Regions from separate parts of the Mus musculus genome. Here region 2 is linked to region 1. The links are chromatin contacts, called in public HiChIP or PLAC-seq maps. All regions are on one chromosome and are shown on one strand. The core of a region is the stretch at or near the end of the contact, and the rest is flanking DNA. Distances in the headings are between cores, read along the strand shown.

The links. HiChIP or PLAC-seq counts read pairs in DNA pulled down with a chosen protein or histone mark.
Region 2: an H3K4me3 HiChIP or PLAC-seq map of bone marrow-derived macrophages shows a contact between it and region 1, with 6 times the contacts expected there. The contact joins two enhancer-like sites. A contact is called at or near these places in 5 of 484 Hi-C or Micro-C datasets (bone marrow-derived macrophages and liver), 6 of 115 datasets of contacts at active chromatin or transcription factors (bone marrow-derived macrophages, embryonic stem cells, large pre-B cells and 2 more) and 1 of 9 other capture datasets (bone marrow-derived macrophages).

Annotation. Positions count from the first base shown.
Region 1 is chr8:46,684,658-46,688,240 of GRCm38.p6, reverse strand. No RefSeq gene overlaps it. Among named protein-coding and RNA genes, the nearest start is that of Gm31111, 7.5 kb to the right of the region's middle. Within about 2 kb of position 1,495, at least 439 of the 459 cell types and tissues checked have an H3K27ac peak or open chromatin away from gene starts, as enhancers often do. A contact at or near this core is called in bone marrow-derived macrophages and microglia, where this site is marked.
Region 2 is chr8:46,889,021-46,892,249 of GRCm38.p6, reverse strand. No RefSeq gene overlaps it. Among named protein-coding and RNA genes, the nearest start is that of Gm39170, 60 kb to the right of the region's middle. Within about 2 kb of position 1,814, at least 46 of the 459 cell types and tissues checked have an H3K27ac peak or open chromatin away from gene starts, as enhancers often do. A contact at or near this core is called in bone marrow-derived macrophages and microglia, where this site is marked.

The DNA of each region.
Region 1 (3,583 bases), core at 246-2,745:
CTCTGCCTCTGCTGGGATTAAAGGCAGGCACGATAACCACCTCGCTATCATCAATATTTCAACTTTTTAATGTTTTTATCATGTGTGGGTTTCTGCCAGTGAGTACAGTGGCCAGAGGGACCAGCAGAGGATAATGATCTCCTGTAGCTGGAGCTACAAGTTGGACCTCAATCAGTCCTCTACAAGAGCAACAGGTGCTCTTAACCACTGAGTCATCTCTCCAACATTTATATCTTAACTAGCATTTCTAGTTAATCTGACCTCTTATTACACAGTCCACATTATTTTTGTTTTAACCATCATCATATCATTATTAGCATCTCAATTTTAGGGTGTTTATGGAGAAGGAGCGTGTCCTTTTGAGTTGCTTTCACAAAACTATCAAGTACGGAGAGGAAGCATAGTGACTCACAGAGACTCCAGAATCAACAAACTAGGACATGCATCTTAAGCCCCCGACCCACCCATTTCCTCAACAGTGTCTTTTTATAAAGAAATGTATGCCCACTTTGAGTCACCTTTTTTGAATTTTTTAAAGTATGCTAGGCAAGTACTCTACCACTGAGCCCACCGCACTCACCCTTTAGCCCATTTCAATCTGAACTGGATGGGAATTGTAGTTCCTTAGAAATTACACCACACGCGCGCGCGCGCGCACACACACACACACACACACTTTCAGTTTTCCCTAAGTAGTATCTTCAAGACACATTAGTAGTAATAGGTTTTAAAAGATTAGAAAAAAAGGATTCCAGGCCAACACTAACAAAATCCTTAAAAACACCTGGTAAAGAAAGCACGCATACGTTTGCAGAATAAATTATCTGACAACTTATCTATAGTATTTTTATTTTTCACTAAAATGTCCGTGGTTTAAAGGGGGTGGGTGAAAGAAAAGAAAAGAAATGGTCACTAAACCACTATAACTCAGGATTGCTGGCCTGTCTCACTGATGATCTCTGACAAGTCCAAGGACTCGGCTGAATGACAAGAACAACAGCCAACCACCTGTAAGAGGACTGCCTGAAGGCGGAGCCAACGCCTCTCCCAGAAAGCAAGGTCTGTGCACACCAGAAAACGGGACAGATGCCGCCCTGTTATGGCTTGCTGTCCCCCTCTCCTCCCAGAAAAATACAAGCTAGTCCCAGTGACCTCCCAAAAAGACCCTAAATCCAGTAGTCAGCAAGGTTACTAACACTCCGGAAGTCCTTCGCAGGAAGTAAGGCTGCGCGGGCGGGGACACGATGCATCCTGGGAGATGTAGTCCACACTTGTGGCGCGCAGACGCAGTGGTAATGCAAGGTAGGCGTGCAGAACCCTGTGCGAGTTTAGTTTTCATTAATGATGTACTTTAAAAGGTATCAAAAAAAAGTCAGGTACTGGGGCCTAACGGCCTCGTTTCATATCACAGGGACAATCTATGAGTTCCTGCTAGACAGGAAGACTCGGTTTAGGAAGACAGTCCCTATCTAGTGGATCTGAAATAGATTGAGATAGCCCCCAAGTGGACAGTGAGGAGAAACCACATCTGTGCTATCAACAAACAGGTTGTTAAATCCAGGGAGGCAAGCCTTCCAAGGAGAGAAGTCCCACATCAGTCCCACTCTCTTTGAAATATAAGACTGCTATTGAAAATGTGTGTGTGTGTGTGTGTGTGTGTGTGTGTGTGTGTGTGTGTGTGTGTGTGTGTGCGCGCGCGCGCGCGCGCCAAAATCAAGATTAAAAAAGGTACCATCTGGAAGCTTAAACAGCAGAATGTTAAGATTAAGTTTTGGATCAAGAGATTACATTTCTGTTTCATGCATTTCATTATTTGGAAGGATAAAGAATCCCTTTTAGGTAGACTATGTCAAATGTAAAGCAAAGCATGTAGAATACATATTTTATACACCGGATATTTTCTACCATGTTATTTGAACATAATTTAAATTCATTCTCTCTCTCTCTCTCTCTCTCTCTCTCCTTCTTCTCCTTCTTCTTCTTCTTCTCCTCCTCCTCCTCCTCCTTCTTCTTCTTCTTCTCTCCTCCTCCTCCTCCTCCTCCTCCTCCTCCTCCTCCTCCTCCTCCTCCTCCTCCTCCTCCTTCTTCTTCTTCCCTCCTTTTTTTCTAATGGAACAACTCAGGAAAAAAAATTCTTTACAACGTGAATTCTAATTGTTGATAGCACTTGAACTATTAAGGATTTGTTAATATTATGTTTGTACTCTATGAGTTTGCTTAACTTGTTCTTTATTTCTTGTGTATTTTTTATAGATCCTTTAGGATTTTTTTCTTAATATGGACAACCTCGTCATCTTCAAATATAGTCTTTTTTATTTTTTCCAGCATGTGTGTTTTATATACTTTATTGCCTTGTTGCAATAGTTGGGACAGAAATGAGGGCAGTCACTACTGGCTTCTTCCTCGGATATAAAGAGAGAGCCGTTCAGTCTTTCCCAGAGGACTGGGTATTGACTATGGATTTGTTGTTATTGTTTCTCTGTTGTTATTGTATCTCTTTTACAGATATCCTAGGGGTTTTTTTGTTGTTTTTTTGTTTTTTGGTCTATTTTTAGGTTTCTGAAAGTTCTGAAAGTTACCGTCTAAGCTTGGTCAAATTCTTTTACTTGAAATGGTGGTGTGCTTTTGGGGTTGTTTTTGTGGTTGGTAGTGTTGATGTTGATTGACACACTTAGTTATATTGCTTGGTTTTTCAGAGTTCAAACAGGTCTTTCATCCCTAGGTTGAACACGGGGTAATGTTATTCCCATAAAATAAGTTAGAAGATACTTCCTCCTCTTTTCGTTCCTGTAGTTGTTTATGTACAATTTGTATCATTCTGTCTCCTGTTGATGCCATGGTTCTTTTCATGTATCAGTTTTGCTAGACTCACAGGACCCAGATATTTGGTCAAATGTTATAAATGTTTCTACTGAAGGTTTTTTTTGTTTTGTTTTGTTTTGTTTTGTTTTGTTTTGTTTTGTTTTGAGTCCTTTTGGTCTGTTTTTCTGCAGAAGTCTAATCTGTTATCTAAGCTTGGGGATTACTTTTTGTGACAGGGTCTCTTAATTTAGTTCTGGGCGATCTGGAACTCAGTAAGTAGATCAGGCTGTTCTCAAACTCGCAAAGATATACCTGCCTCTGTCTTCTGAGTGCTGGAATTAAAGACATGTGTCACCATGGCCTGGCCTAAAGTTTGAAGCTTTTAAGGTGGAAGATTTTCATCTACTACGTGGTCAGGTTTTTGTTTATTTAGTTTTTGTTTGATTGTTTATTTGTTTTGATTTTGAGGGTTTTGTTTTGTTTTGTTTGTTTTGTTTCTTTGGTCAACTGAACACAAGCCAACCTTGAGTCAACCTGGGAACAGGGAACCTCAATTGAGAGTACGCCTCTATCAGATTGTCCTCTAGGCAAGGTTGATGGGCATCATATTGATGGGTGATCAGAATGCGGAGGCAGCCCTACTGTGTGATCCTGGGCAAGCTGAGCAAGCCATGAAGAGCAAGCCAGTTAGCTGCACTCCTCCCTGGTTCTGTCCTGACTTCCCTCAATGATTCACTGAGACCAGGAAGCCAAACAAAACCTTTTGTGCCCAAGTTGGTTT
Region 2 (3,229 bases), core at 565-3,064, 200 kb before region 1:
TGCTTTGTCTCTCACTAAACGACCCCAAAAGATGCTCCTCATTTTCTCCCCAAAGTTATCCATCCTTTCTTCTCTAAACTTGCTCAAGAACCTGTGGTAGGGGAATGTGGTGGTTTGAATGGGAATGGTCTCCATAGGCCCATATATTTGAATGCTTGGTCCCTAGTCAGTGGAGATGTTTTGGGAAAGATTAGGAGGTGTGGCCTTATTGTAGAAGGTTTGTCACTGGGGGTTGGCTTTGAGGTTTCAAAAGCCCACGGCAGGTCTAGAATCTTTCTCTTTGCCTCCAACTTTCTGATAAGATGCAAGCTCTCAGCTATTTCTCTGGCACCACACCTGCCTGTCTGCTGCCATGCTTCCTACAATGGTCATGGACTTATCCTCTGAATCTATAAGAGAGTCCTCAGTTTAATGCTTTCTTATATAAGTTGCCCTGGTTGTAGTGTCTCTCCACAGCAACTAAACAGTAACTATATAATAAAGTGACAGGGACATTGTATCCCTGGTGGCCTAGCACTGTTGTGTTGATGGATGGTCCTGTAGTCAGGCCACCTTCTAAATGTTCGTGTTTATACCTGTGGGTTAGTGTGACGCCCAGCCTCCTCTGAAAGGCTTCTTTCAGCAGAGGATGGTGGTCCATGAAGAAATCCATGATGATCGATAAGGATGGTGGGATGCGGGATGCTCAGCCCTAGCTCAGACAGCTGTGACACCCTGCCAAGTTCCAGGGAACATCGTGGAAGACTGGGCAGAATGAGTAAAAGAGCCAGAAGATGGAGGCAGGGTGGCATGGAGCAAAAAGAAGTCTTCTAGACATGAACTCGCTGAAGTTGTGGATGTCTGCACAAGACCCGTCTAGGACTGAGCCCAGCAAATGGATTTCATCATAATGGAGGAGGGGCTCGTGGGGCTCCATCATCCTGAGGGGTTGTTGGCAGGTAATGGTTGTCGGAAGCATCACTTTCTTCAGAAGTGTAGCCTCTGATGAGTTGTTCTTGCTATGGTAAACAACCCCCTACCGCCTGTACTCAGGCAAGGAACTCTAAACCCACTGGCCCTCACACAGGGAAGGCATGAACGGGGGAGGAGGAGGAGGGCTTATGGGATAAAGAGGTTTAGGTGGGAGAGGAAAGGGATGAGAATGGGAAATGAAGGGTCCAAATGACTAAACTTCAAACCAAAAAAGAAAATATATATATATATATATATATATATATATATATATATATGCCAGTGATTATGTATGAGATAGATCCACAGTCATGCAAAATGGATATTCTAAACTAGTCTCTTTTGAAACAGTAGATGTGGGTCTGAAGGCATGAGTTCTAAGAGCAATGTACTTTCTGTAAGGTTTATTGAAACAAGATTTTTTTTTTCCTGTGTGAGTCTGAACCATGCTGTTGTTTGGAAGGAAAGGGGTCACTCGAGAGGTGGAAGACAGGAGAATGTGAAAGGCAAGAGCCACCCTAACAAAGGAGTCAGAGCTTTGGGGGAAGCTGCCCCTACAGGAGGCTTCCTGGGTAAAACCAGATTTTACCAAGCAGCTCAAGCAGCTACAACAACAAAGCGAAGGGAGGTCTCTCTTGAACCTGACAGTCCCACACACTTGCTTCTTAGCACCCTTGTTTGAAAGACAGCAGGTTTGAAATCTGGCGGCAGCAGCCAGCCCTTCATTTTGGGACGAGTGTTCCAGAGAAGATATTCCTCCTGATGATTCGTAGGAGATGCCAAAGGCAGACTGCCTTGTGACCCTCTATGGACATCACAGATATTTTGAAATGTCGCTTTCCTGCCTTACAGTTGAGTTCCTCTTTCAAGTGTGGAACAGCAAGTGCCACCACCCACAACAACCTTCCCCACAGTTCTGGACCCTTCAGCTCCAAGTGGGCTGAATGAGGTGTTGGAGCCTAACCCCTCCCTCTGAGCCCTAGAGCCAGTGTTCTGGGTGGTAGAAGATTCTAGATAACTTGGGAATTTAACCAGAAACCTAGAAAATTTGCTCTGTCCTCCATCTTTTTTGTATATTTTAATGTGATTTAAATTATGGAAGTCATAATTTAACAATAAAACTCACCCATAGGCATCAGACCAACATGTAAACTTGAGCAATAAGAAACCCCACACAATGAAGACTCCTGAGTTCACTTGCGCTGAAATCTTCACATAATTAGGATTGTTGACCCAGCAAAACTAACAAAAAAAAAAGTGTTCCTCTAGGTTTGGGACCGATGCCCACACCCTTCTATATTGTGACTGTGTGTGTCAAATGATAGATTCCTCAAGGGGAACAAAAATCCAGCTGAATGGGGTAGCTTTGGTTTAGGGCTGGGGACTGCTGATGTTACAGGAGGGATACATACACCCACCAAGACAGCAATGCCTGGGGGTAAAGGCACAGCGATAAACCACTCCGGAGAAGTTTCAGAGAACAACATCTGCTTTATTGCACACGAGCAACCACTTACACAGTGGAAGCCTATCGACGATGAAAATGAAGACAAATGGATCCCAGGAGCTTGCCAGCCTAGCCTAGCCTACTGTCAGAGACTGACCTTGCTCAGAGGGTGGGAGGAAGGAGAAGAAGACAGGTGTGGGGAGAGGATGGTGTCTGAAGAATAATACCCAAGGTCCTCTGGCCCTCAACACACACACACACACACACACACACACACACACACACATACACACACACACACACACACACACAACCTTTGCTTTCACCAAATGAACTGAGCAGAGGCCCCCTGGTACCTGCTGTACCTGAAAAACATAGCAGGACATGGCCTGGTAACACCCTGGAGCCAGAGCCACCAGCAGACACTGCCATCACTTTAAGGAGAAAGGGTGCATTCTGACACCATTAGTGAGCGAATTCTCCAAACTCCCCTGGAGCCAAGGCTTTGTTAACAGTTTCCAATGTGTGTATTTATTTACAGTTTTAGGACACCTTCTGCAATATCAGGAATCCCTAACCCAAGTCCTTTATAATTTCCAAATGCCCTTAATGCTTCCCAAAGCCTTGTCCCTAAAGACAAGGCTCTGTGACCCAAAGATCACTGTCAGGCCAACAGTAGAGTCATTTGGTACACCCAACACAGGAGGAGGCTGTTAAGCATCCTCTATTTGCAGACCTGCCTGTCACTGGATCGACATTTTTTTGAAAGCAGACTGCAAATAACCACTCCGTGCAAGAAAAAATGAAATCAGACACTGGCCCCTAAGAAGC